Linked DNA regions of Xenopus laevis: region 1 is linked to region 2. Evidence: chromatin contacts called from public Hi-C data. All regions are on one chromosome and are shown on one strand. Each heading gives the region's core, a stretch centred on a gene start, on an enhancer-like site or on the middle of the called end of the contact. The rest is flanking DNA. Distances are from core to core; before and after follow the strand shown. Region 1 overlaps med23.L (mediator complex subunit 23 L homeolog). Region 2 has its middle 75 kb from the start of arg1.L.

Region 1 (6,558 bases), core at 3,193-5,692, 94 kb after region 2:
ATTCTATTCATCTAAAAATTTTGATTTTATTTTTTACAAAATTTAGTCGAATTTTGAGTTCATGGGAGTTTTAACTTCCATGTACTCGAAATTCGACCCTTGATAAATCTGCTCCCTAATGAGGGAGTCTTTGCCTAGTTTGGTCACAAATGTGTGCTGGACAAAAACCCCAGGGCCAGTGACAAGATGTTCATGTCTGGCAAGTTTGTTGGCACTCTACCCAATCTGTAAATTGAATGTCTTAATTCTATGCAAATTAGGGATATCTAATGTATATCACAGAAGGAATCATTTAATATGTGCAGGGCAGGGGTGCAAAGAACATACACAGTCACCCCCACCCCCCAAGTGAACAGCACTACCTGCATTTGGCAGCACTCTATTCATAATATGCAGCCTTTTGGCATCCCCACTTCCCACCCTGTCATTTTCGGAGTTAGGGAGCACTGGTGGGTTGATGCAAAGATCTGTATGAGGTGCAAAGTACAGCCACACCATGGACTGAAGTACTTTCTGAATAAGCACACACTTTTGCTTTTACACTTAGGGGTCTAGGTAAATGTAGGCAAGTGGGTCCAACTATGGGGTAGTTTTAAGAACAACTAGTATTGTTGCTGATAAACATGGTTATCAATATGAATTTACAGGACAACTAAACCCATACTTTAAAGCCAAACCAAAGCAATTAGCTCAAATTACCGGTAGACCATTCCAATAGACTCCACTATAATCATGTAACTCAAATTTTTAAAAATGCTTTCTCTGTAATAATAAAACAGTACATTGTACTTGATTCAAACTAAGATATAATTAATTATTATTGGAGGCTGGAAACACATTGGGTATAACTTATATTATTTTTAAGTAGCAACTGTATTGAGATCCAAATAACCAAAATCCCCAAGTCCCAAGAATTCTGCATAACAGATCCCATACGGCAATATATGAATAAGCACCAGTGGTGTAAGGGCTTTAAGACCTGGATAGTGAACATTTCATCCACCACAAGGTTAGCCTGGATGTTAACTTTATTTAAAAAAGAAAAAAAAAAAAAAACTTTTTTCATAATTAGTACAGCCTTCATATCTATACTTTTAAATCATAAGCAGAAGAGATCAAAATATACAAAAGAGGATTTCCAAAACACAGCAGTTATGTTAAGAGTTCACTTTATAAAAAAAAAAAAAGAAGCCAACTCATGTTAAGCTCTCCTCCCCTGGAAGGAGGAAAAACAACAAAGCTGTCAAAGTTTTACAGGAACAGAGTGAAAGACAACTAGTAAACACATTCAAACACTGTTCCGTGCCAAGATAGTGCTTTGTAGGCAGAGCGTGGGTATGTCCTTTTGCACTTTTCACACCATGAGCTCCTTCACTATTTCTGTAACTAAATATTATGTGTATTTCCATTAGGTGAGCTGTTCTCTGTAGTACACAGATTCATTTATCCACATAACATTCAATTGAAATAGAAAAATAATCTAGTCCGACGAGGACAGAAAATTGCTGATTGATCTGTAACTGCCCACAAAGTACAACTCCATCGATTCAAAAGTGCGGCCTATTGACTGGACAATTGGAGTCTGTTTTCACTGAGTGACTGTCAGAGGAACACTCACGGGTACTTGGTTGGGCTGTGGAGCTGGAGAGCCGCTATTCATGGGTGGGGGAGGTGGAGCGGCCGACTCTGTGCTAATGTGAGTGATGTGGCGTAGCCGGAGTTTTAAAGCAGGCCTTAGATTACAGATGATCTTTTCTACCTAAAATTTAAAAAAAAAAAAAAAAATTAAAATGCATATATATTATATATAAACCCAGTTGAACAACAATTTTGATGTTGCAAATAGGTATGTCCACATTACTGTTATCGGATGCAATTGTAGACTTCTGTCAGGGATGTTTGTCCAAAATACTATACTCGCAGTTTGCTATACTAACTAGATAATGCAGGGCAATCTTTAATGTATGGTGGCAGAGCTTTGCAGCCTACAGCTATATAGACCTTCTAGCAAACTAAGGTGCACTTGGTAATAATGGATAAATAAAAGTTCCATAAAATATTTTATGACAAAAAAAAAAAAAAGTATGAGGCATTAAAAAATGCAAGTTTGAATCTCTTATGTTTGCCTGATAATTCTATGAACATTCATATTAATAGCATATTTATCTTTTATCCCAGGGTAATACATAGTTAGTTTACTGCACTATAGAGGACATTTAACACATCTTTTTATACAACTTTATAATGCCCCTGTGCATGCAGAACACAGATCTATAAATCGCATACAAATGATGGTCTTATCACTTTTAAACCTCTTTTCTCTCTTGCCGAATGCTGCCTATCATAGATATTGGTTCATGCCCTGGATAATACTTTTGCACTGCAGAAAGCTGCCAAAAAAATATCCAACACAGCACCACTGAGCAAAGACAATGGATAATCACTTACCTGGTCTTTTATACTGTCCCCAGTAAACATATACTTCATGTGGTATAGGAAATCACAGACTGGATCCATAAAGCTTAGGTGAGTGCTGCACTGATCTACATTCAAAAGCATTTCATAGAATGCTACGCCGATCTGTGAAAAAATATCAAATAGAAATTGTAAACATAGGGAATAGAAAACATTTTTCTGACTTGTATGATGTAATAATTTTTTCTAATAAAATATAAGCATTGAAATGATGCTAAATAGTGCTAAAAAAACAACACTTATTTGATATTAAAGCAGGACAAGTGCCATTCTCCAGCTTGATTGGAAATCAGTGTTACTTGCCTTGCTGCCAATTATATCCCTGAGCAAAATTAGTAATGCGGTGCAAATGTGATTACCTAAATATACTGAGAGCACATACCAAAAAAAGCAACAATAAAAGATAAAAGATAAAAGATGTGGCCACACCACAATTGATCTCTCTGCACTAGTAGAGCCAAAATTCTTTTTTAAAAACTGAACTTTTTGCTATCAGATCGTTATCAGGAGCAGCTTTTTGCTGGCTATGGTAACCTCAGGGTACTGCAACCTGCTCCCAGAAGGAGCTCCCCGAACCAAATAAATGAGGTAATTCATTAAACAACATCTTTTGTAAAAGGTAATTCAGTAAAATTTCGGGCAGGTCAAGCTACATAATACAGGTATGGGGCATTTTTTCCAGAATGCTCGGGACCTGGTGACTTCCGTATAACGGATCTTTCCGAAAATTGGATCTTCATACCTTAAGTCTACTAGGAAATCCTTTAAACATTAAATAAATCCAATATGCTGGCTTTGCTTCCATTAAGGATTAAGTATATCTTAGTTTGGATAAGGAAAATGTACTGTTATAATAGAGAAAAAGGAAACCATTTTTTTTTTTTTTAAACAGATTATTTGGATAAATGGAGTCTATGGGAGCCGGCTTTCTGTATACAGGGTTTCTGGATAACAGATCCCATTCCTGTATTGAGAAGATCTTCTATTATGTTTTAAATACACTGGTACCAAAGATCAACTGCTCAGCTTGCTGGTTTTCCAAAGAAGCAGAAACTCTCTTATTTTCTATAATAATAAAACTGTACCCTGTACATGATCCAAACAATGAATCCTTATTGGAGACAAAACAATCCTATAGGGTTTATGTAATAATATTTCAATTTTTTTTTTAATAGACTTAAGGCATGGAGATCCAATTTACAGAAAGACCCCTATCTGGCAAAACCCAGATCCCACGCATTTTTGGAGAACAGGTCCCATATTGTGCACCCATCTACTATTATCATCATCATTCAACTCATTTACGTGCGCAACGGGTTTCTCTGTTTTTACTTATAGCTCTGTGTATGTTTGTTTGTGGGAGTAAGAGGACAATGAACAAAAATAAAAAGAATTTAATGTTAGTGGGATTAGGGACAAGATTTTTAATGTATGCTTTGGCATAGCTTAAACCTCATTGCCCTGGGCAAGAGCATGCTCAGTTTGCTCCTCTCCCCCCACCCCTCCCTTCTCTACTGTAATCTGAGCCCAGAGCAGGGAGAGACTCGGGCAGGAAGTGATGTCACACCACATTAATACTGCAGCTCCTATTCTAAACAAACAGAGAGTTTCTAGAGCTTTTTATTTAGGTATGGTAAAATATTCTACAGAATAAATATAGCATTCTAGCTTGCACTATTGTGGCTAATCTATTGGCAATAAAATGCCTCTGTAGCTTTCCTTCTCCTTTAAGGTGCACATGTAAGTCAGCAACAAGACAAAACAGCAGATGTATAACCGGACACTGACTGCTTCAAAACAGGTTGGGCTAGCCTAAACCCACATTCTGTGCTTTAATCCACTCTCAGGGGATTAATGAAAGCAGCATAACCAGTCAGACTGCTCCTTTTAAGCCCTTTTTTTACCTCAATCATGCATCTTGTGCGTTCTTGCTGGAAGCGTTGCAGAAAGGGACCAATAAGATGATAGACATAAAGTAACTGGTACTCCGTTTTCACAATGGGTATAAGCACTTCAGGAAGAAATCTGCAAACAAGCAGGTTGACAGTAACTAAACATTCTACTGAAACCAAACATGTCACACGACCAAGTATAAATCTGTAGATCACACTGGTTATTAAGAAAGGCAAACTTTTTTTTTTTCTTTTCAAGTTGCTGTTCAAATCTGATAACCATGGCAGTACAATACAAATGTGTAATATTGATTATCTGGTCCAGAACATTTTACAATAATACAATCAATAAAACGCAACATCTAAGAAGTGTAAGTGCTATACATACTTTGGGATGAGTGACAGCTGTCCAATGCTGGAATGATGCCATACTGCATGGGCCAAAGCGAGGGTGTAACTACAGCTCATTTCAGAGTAAGCCTTGTGACAAGCTGTAAAATCAAAAAGCTGGAAAGGATAACCAACCCATTCTGTCTCAGATGTTAAGCTAGGGCTGTTGAGGATATTTACAATCCGGTCATGAAGAACTATCCAGTATGGTTCCTGCAAAGAAGGGGGTAGAAGTCTTACAATTGAATATGTGTAGACATTCAAAAAAAAAAAAATAAAACCTTTATAGAATTATGGATTCTAAACTGTATTTTTACCAAATCCACCATTCCTGTTATTGGCAGCATGTACATTTTGTACCAATTCAGATTTTCTATATGAGATTAGGGAGTGGAAAATTAATGCAGGATGTTTTGAGAAAAGCAGAAAATATCCTTTAATTACAGTAATGGCTTCCAATGTTTCCACATCACTGCTTACAGCAAATGCAGCACGACTTCTAGTGTCAACAGCAATTTTGCAGCGAATGATTTCGATTTTAAAGGAACAGTAATACCTAAAAATTAAAGTGTTTTAAAGAAATGAAAACAATTTACTGTTGCCCTGCACTGGTAAAACTGATCTGGTTGCTTCAGAAACACTATTGCATAACACCATAATGTTCTACAGAGATTATCTGCTGTGTAACTTGATCCTTTTCTCCATTGAATGGCTGCCCCATGGCTACACAGAAGCTTATTTATATAAACAATAGTAGTGTTTCTAAAGCACATACAGCAGTTTTATCAGTGCAGGGCAACACAGCACTATATTTGTATTACTTTAAATCACTTTTTTGTTACTGTTCCTTTAAAGCAAGAAACGGAAATTAAATGTATCGATCATGGGCCTTTTAAACAACATTTTGTAGATTCTAAAATGTAACATGCCCTTAGCGTGTCAGTTATTAACCTAGTGTAATTACTAGAGTATTTTAGCTGACAGAGATAAGCTTCATTTTGACATTATATGAAAGCCGACATGATATTGGATAAGGCATAGAACAATGCCAGCTAATGTTAAATGTAAAGAAGTCTATTCTTCACCAATATGTGGTTGGTAACTCCTCCCAGTAAAGCCATCCAACTTCCCTTAGGCACGAGGCTGTAGTGCCCTTTTCTTATGCAAGAGGATTACAAAACACCAAGTACACGAGGGCACCTTTAACTGCAAGCTGCGCAGTAGCATCTTCATAGAAGGGATTTTAGAATAATATGAAAACAAATATTAACTTTTGTTCCCATAAAACAAAACAAAAAAGTACAGTGGCAATCTTTGAATGGTTTCTTTTTCTACAATTTCTTATTAAGCAGCTAAAAATATATACATTCAAATTCAAGTCAAATTCTAGGAGGCACCAATATGGATTATATAGTTTAAATGTCGATGACTCACTGGAAGAGCAGTAATGATGAGTCCAATCGCATTCATCCAAGCAGTGATATTCTCTCTTGGCACCAGTGGCTGGCTGTTAAGTGGGAGAAATTAAAGTAAATTATAACAAAACTTGGAAAAAATTCCAATTTTCAGGACAAACAGTTAATATCTACTGCAAAATGATTTATAGTGTTTATATGTAAAAAAAAAAAAAAATGCAATTACTAAGTTATTATGGTGCACTATCCCATAATGGACAGATTTGAATTGGTATTTGACAGTATGTCACAAATAAGGCAGAACGGCTGTCAATCTGGTAAAAAAAAAAAACAAAAAAAAAAACTTGCAAACCTCTTTAGGACAACATTAAGAAGAGCGTTGCCCA
Region 2 (6,498 bases), core at 17-2,516:
TGCAATGTTCGCAGTAGGTCAAGTCACCAATAGCAACCTATCAGTAGCAACACCCACATGTGGACCCATGTTGTAGACAGAGGCGCTCCACCAATGAGGTGAGTTGGGCCACTCGCTTCAGGCTGCAGCGCACCCCAGGTTGCCTGGGGCAGCAAAAATGCCGCTCCTGGGACCCTCCTGATAACTTTTCCGGTTTTCAACCCGGAAATTCAGCTCTTCTAGTGCAGAGAGCGCAATTGCGCTCTCTGCACTAAGCGACGTGGACCGCCCCTGTCCTCTCCGGCACTGTAAAGGTGAGTGCCGTGGGGAGGGGTGGGGGTGGCAAAAGAAGGCTGCCTCAGGTGGCATAATGGCAAGAATCGCCCTTGGTTGTAGACAAGGCCTGTTGATGTATGTTGCACCTGATGTTGCTGTTGCCATCAAAAAGTTAACTTTTAGTATGTTATAGAATAGCCAAATCTACACAACTTTTCATTTGGTCTTCATTTTTTATTTGTTATAGTTTTGTAATTATTTGACTTCTTCTTCTGACTCTTCCAGCTTTCAAATAGGGGTCACTGACCCCATCTAAAAAAACAAATACTCTGTAAGGCTACAAATGTATTGTTATTGCTACTTTTTATTACTTATCTTTCTATTCAGGCCCACTCCTTCATATCTCTGCCAGTTGCTCATGTATACATACCTAACCCACAAATCCCACTGCAGTGCCATGCAACCATTGAGAAAATGTATATTCTATTCAACAGCATATGTTGACTTTTAATACAGGTTTTCTCCAATTATATAAACAATGGAAAAAATCTTGTGTGACAAAAAAATTGCATGTAACAAAACACATGAGATACCCTCCCTTGAGATACCCTCCCTTTACAAGAGAACTAAAGCCTAACTGAAGAAGTAGGCTAGAAATTTTGCACTTTTTTTTGCTTCTGTACCAGACCAAGGCAAACACAGCCATTTATCAGGGAAGATCTGATAAGATGCCCCTGTAGCTCCCCATCTTTTTTTCTGCTGATTCACTGCACATGCTCCGTGCTGCTCTCACTTAGCTTAGGGACAGACTCCAAATATACAGTACACATAGAATATAAATGTCACAGAATACAGCTGATTAGTAATTTATACAGAAAATCAGGGCCGTAACTAGGGGTAGGCAGAAGAGGCAGCTGTCTAGGGTGCAACGATTGGGGGCACTAGGCAGCTACCCCTTCTGCCTACTCCTAGATCAGACCTGGCACTAGACTTGTGCCTGGGAATGGCCCTTCCATGCATGCGTGCGTGAAAGCTGTTGGCACACATGTGCACACGAGCGCTGGTGCCACGCATGTGCACACAATGGCTGATGCCGCGCATGTGCAAACAAGCGATGATGTCGCGCATGCGCACGTGAGCGATGATGCCGCTCATGTGCACACAAATGAGACAGGGATTTGGGGCGAGCGCTCCTGCTGGACTGCCTAGGGTGCCCGGCTGGCCAGGCCCGACTCTGCAGAAAATTATTACATGGCAGCACAGAAACTAGTGCAACTAGCATCAGTATTTAATATTCTGCCCCATAGCATCAGCTTATTTTACAGACAAAACTTTTTACAGACAAACCTCAATTTGTGATGAACCTTAAGCTTAGTTTCTCAACAGCTGCTCAGAGCCCACCGAGCATGTGAGTGTCGCAGACACTTTCCAAGGTGGTGACCCCTGTGACAAGTTTGAAGTCCTGGATCATTGCTGCTATTGAGAAGCTGAAACTTTAGGCTGGTGTAATGAGTTGTGTATATAAAATATAGCATTTTTAGTCATATTCATTTTTAGGGTTTAGTTCTCCTTTAAGAAAGCAAATATTAAATATTTAAAACCAATGTTTAGATATCCTGATATGTATTCAGCCTAAAATGGACCTATTTTGTTTTTGTTTTTTGCTATGAGACAGACCTGGGCTGCCTTTTTGTAAAAAAATGATAAAATCAGGTATACTAAGGGGCCTATTTATATGTTGCCTATATCTCCTATTTGTGTCAACACTCCTGAAAAGGATGAACTTGCTGCCAAAAAATATGCTTGTACTAGTATTATCAAACCTACAGTGGATTAGACAAACATAATACATTGTGCACAGTGTAGCTTTATTATTTCTCCTCATGCAGCAGAGAGAACAGTGAATCCTATACAACTTGCTCTGCATTTCTGGCAAACAGTTGAGAATATCTGAGAGAAAATCCAGCTCTCTATTATCAATAACTACAATCCACATGTCTAGCTTTTCTTATGCAACATCATTTGTTAATATGGATGGCTGATTTTTTGATTTTGTTGTGTCATTTTAAAGCACAGGATTAACTATCAACTCTTTTAGTTGAGAGCAATTTCCCCATATCTCATGCAGATATTTTTTCTGTCCTTTTCTAGTCAGACAGTGGTTACCATGGCAAAGCTGTATGCACCCTTTGTTAAAGATACAGACTAAGGCAAAATCCTCATTAATGACTATACAGAAAAAAAGCCTATGCTCTGTGCACTGTGACTTTCTTCTCTGTTTTCCCTTTTTCAAAAAACCATCCCTTTGATGTCATAACTGAATTTTATCTTGTTGTACTTATAGATTATCTACACAAATAAAAGCTGCTAATAATTAGAAGGATTGCAATGTAATTGGCCTAATTAAGCAGGAAGTAAAGGTGTTCTGTTTTGGGTTACTGAATACTCAGTGGATATTAGATATTAGCTTTATTAGCCTATGCCCATGAATCATTAATCTGACCTACAAACAAGCTCATAGAATAATTCAGTCATTGAAAAAATCAGACAGCTGCTGGTAGGTCCATATAAACACAACAAACAATATATTCAAACAAGTGCACAATTAAATATTAGATCACAAACATAATATTTACTATATGATTGTGTGAATGCTGCCTCTGCTGTAGTATGTGCTATTGTTATGCTGAGAAAAACTGAGGTGACCTTTACCCAGACTCCAAATTATTTCCTATTATACATACTTTTTTCACTTGGCGTGTCTCTTTAACTATACACTTAGGGGCAGATTTACTAAGCTTGAGTGATGGTTCGAATTTCAAAAAGTTTGAATATGCTATATTCGACCATTCGACTTCGATTTGAATGATTCAAAGTAAAAATCATTCGACTATTCGACCATTCGATAATCAAAGTACTGTCTCTTTAAAAAAAACTTCGACTTCATACTTCGCCAAATTAAAGCTACCAAAGTGCAATGTTAGCCTATGGGGACCTTCCACAGCAGTTTTTTTTGGTCGAATAGAAATCCTTCGATCGATCGCTAAAAATCGTTCGAATCGTTAGTTTCGAACTATTTAATCATTTGATCGAACGATTTTTATTTGACCACAGGATTGCCAAATTTGTTGAAAAAACTTTTTCGTACTTCGAAATTCGACCCTTAGTAAATCTGCCCCTTATTGTATTCCTGTAAAGGAGAAGATTAATAATGAAATCAAGTTATGTGCTGTTTGTTGTTGCTTTTTATGCTCTTTTTCATTTACGTTCTTTGTCAGTGGCTTTACATGACTAATATAATTTTTGTTGGAAGGGATATTTTATTTGCCCTAATCTCACCTCCTAGCTCCCAAAGGTACCAGCCCTACTTACCAAATCACCTATTGATTCAGTCCTTGACACAATGACTCTGCCCCTTTGTGACAACCCTTCCCCTTTATTGCACATCCCTGCCCCCTCATAGCCCCACCCCTGCAGGTAAAATACTTATATAAATGTGGCAACCCTAGCATGGCATCCAGCTGTCAGTGCACATATTTCATCAAGCATATTTCAGCACAAAAATATAAACCTTGCATTTTTACATCAAAATCTGCCTCCTTTTCATTGACAGGATGCTGTGCATTGGCATTTTCACTACTGGTGTATTTAAACTGGCGAAGGATATGCTATGTGTGACACTAACCTTACGTTATGGTGTTAGTTTTAGCTAGTTAGTTTAGCTAGTTAGTTTAGCTAATTAAGTGCAGGAAGAGAGCACATTACTACGAGCAGAGGCGTAACTACAAAGTAATCAGACCCTGCGACTGCAGGGGGGCCCAGGAAGTATAAGGGCCCCATATCTAGTTAAGCTACTGACTATGGGTGTACACAGTCAGTGTTTTTATATGGACATGAAACTCCTCGGTAACTTATAATATCCTTATAATTTACAAGAGGGGTTACTTTATTCACTATATAGTCAGTTGAAACTGTGTAGGGTTGGCTTCTAGATTGTGTCTCTAATCAGATAGGGGATCTGCATTAGCCTGAAGTACTGTTTACTACCCATATCAACTCCCTTACTAAAAAACAGCAAAAACTTTTCATATTCCCTTCAAACAACCTTTCTAAATCATCTTTTTTTGCACTTTGCACAATGCACTTGCTTAGTAAATGAGCTCTCCATACTTAATAAAACATACTTAATACATAATACATACTTGATAATACATAATTCCATCTTCCACACTGTTCTATTTTACCCTTTTTTTGGGCTGTCAGACATCTACTGTACCAGTCAATATTCTTGCACACAATTAGAAATAAAGCCATATGCCCAAGACCACCTGCATTATACCATAAAGACATTGCCAACATTAGTTATTACAGCAACAAGCCCATACTGCTGCAAAATGAACTCCTTGGGACACATTTATAAATGACCCATAAAACAGAACAATCCATAAACCAGAAGGACTTTTTCATAAAGCATTATATGTGTGTCGTATACTAAATAATCTTCGAGAGCTTGACAAGCTTGTTCTTCATTTCTGGAAGAAAGGAGGTGGGTTAAAATCTGTAAAAATGGCATAATATGGCAGCATCTCCAGTACCAGGAGGAAGAGATGAAATCATAAGCCTTTTTGCCCAAGCTTACACCTCCCCCTCAGATACTCAGACTAGACTCCTGGGATTGCCCTGCTACCCTATAATGAACTGCAAGCCACAGAGCTGAGCAGTTGTGCCGGGTATATATAGCCCTTTATCAAATCTGCTTTTCTCAGGTGTCCTCAAAGAGTCAATCCAGTAATGTAGACGTCCAGTGCACTTCCTGTATTATATATATTTGTGTATCAGTAGAATCCTTTATAAACATATCAGTATAGAGGTATGGGACCTGTTATCCAAAATGCTCGGGACCTGGAGCTCTCAGGATAAGGGATCTTTCCATTATTTGGAGCTCTAATCATTAAGGTACAGATTTATCAAAGGTCGAGGTGAATTTTCGAATGAAAAAAATTCGAATTTCAAGCTATTTTTTGTGAACTTCGACTAAGGAAAAGTCCAAATTCTATGTGAATTTGATAAAAAATTCGAATATCAATACTGTACTGTCAACTTCGACCATTTGCCATCCAAAACATGCCGAATTGCTGTTTTAGCCTATGGGGGACCTCCATGAACGTATTTGGAGTCAATGGGTGGACTTTGAAAGATCAAAGTTTTTTTGGAGAAAAACTTTGAATCGAATTCGTTTGAATGCGCTATTCCTTTGATTCCTACGATTCGAATTTGGCCGAATACGGACCTATTCGATCGAAAACGGACCTATCCGACCAAAAAAAACCCTTCAATTTCGGTTGGTCTTTTTGAATTCGAATTTCCCCTTGATAAATATGCCCCCTGGTCTATTTAATAATAATTTAGATATGAAATTAACCCAATAGGCTGGTTTTGCCTCTAAAATGATCAATTGTATCTAAGCTGGAATCATGCACATGATACTGTTTTATTATTACAGAAAAAAAGGAAATACTTTTTAAAAGAGTTATTTGATTATACTGAAGTCTTTGGGAGATGGGCTTCCCGCAATTTGGCACTTTCTGGATAACAGGTTTGCTGATAACAGATCCCACACTGTTATAACAATTAGTTCAGTGCATTATAGTATATTGTAAACAGAGATCAGATTTAAAATAACATGGCTAAACCTATAGCCCTTTCTTGATCTGCTTTATGGGGTCCTCAGAAAGTCAGTCCAGGTCAAACAAATACCAGTGAAGACAACAGTTATATTGTCATTCAAAGTTCAATTTTCTTGTTTTTATTCCTTCAGTTTAGTTCGTGGGGTTCTTCCCCATATTTGTTCACTTATATATGGGCACGGCATATATATGTTTTTTTTAAGAATGAATGTACCCTGTAATATAAGATAACTGTTTACAGATATTAGAAGTCACCTTGTACTTTTGTACTTTTGTGAACTTTACCTATGTTTTCTTCCCCTATATATGTCCACTCATATATAAGCACAGTATGTCTTAAAGCTGGAAATGTTGTTGGTGATATATAAGGATATTAGAAGTTACCTTGGACATCTGTAACCTACAGCAAGAAAGGGAAAGTTGTGCTCTCCACTTTAAACTATTAGGTGGTGTGCAACTGTGGGGTGCCCATTTCCACTCCTTCTAGCTATAGTCAAGTCATCCCAGTGATGGTCAATAAAAGGACAAATATTTGGGAGTTTTAACCTTGAAAGCA

Evidence for each region. Hi-C and Micro-C count contacts between places; a contact is called where the count stands out from the background.
Region 1: a Hi-C map of the XTC cell line shows a contact between it and region 2, with 2.1 times the contacts expected there. The contact joins two enhancer-like sites. A contact is called at or near these places in 2 of 4 Hi-C or Micro-C datasets (the XL177 cell line and the XTC cell line).

Annotation. Positions count from the first base shown.
Region 1 is chr5L:72,676,464-72,683,021 of Xenopus_laevis_v10.1, forward strand. med23.L (mediator complex subunit 23 L homeolog) reads right to left here. Exons shown (of 29, transcript NM_001090215.1): 24 at 6,525-6,558; 25 at 6,192-6,264; 26 at 4,756-4,970; 27 at 4,380-4,500; 28 at 2,449-2,580; 29 at 965-1,759. The coding sequence ends at 1,589. Among protein-coding and RNA genes, the nearest start is that of arg1.L, 16 kb to the left of the region's middle. Within about 2 kb of position 4,443, at least 1 of the 7 cell types and tissues checked has an H3K27ac peak or open chromatin away from gene starts, as enhancers often do.
Region 2 is chr5L:72,586,000-72,592,497 of Xenopus_laevis_v10.1, forward strand. No RefSeq gene overlaps it. Among protein-coding and RNA genes, the nearest start is that of arg1.L, 75 kb to the right of the region's middle. Within about 2 kb of position 1,267, at least 1 of the 7 cell types and tissues checked has an H3K27ac peak or open chromatin away from gene starts, as enhancers often do.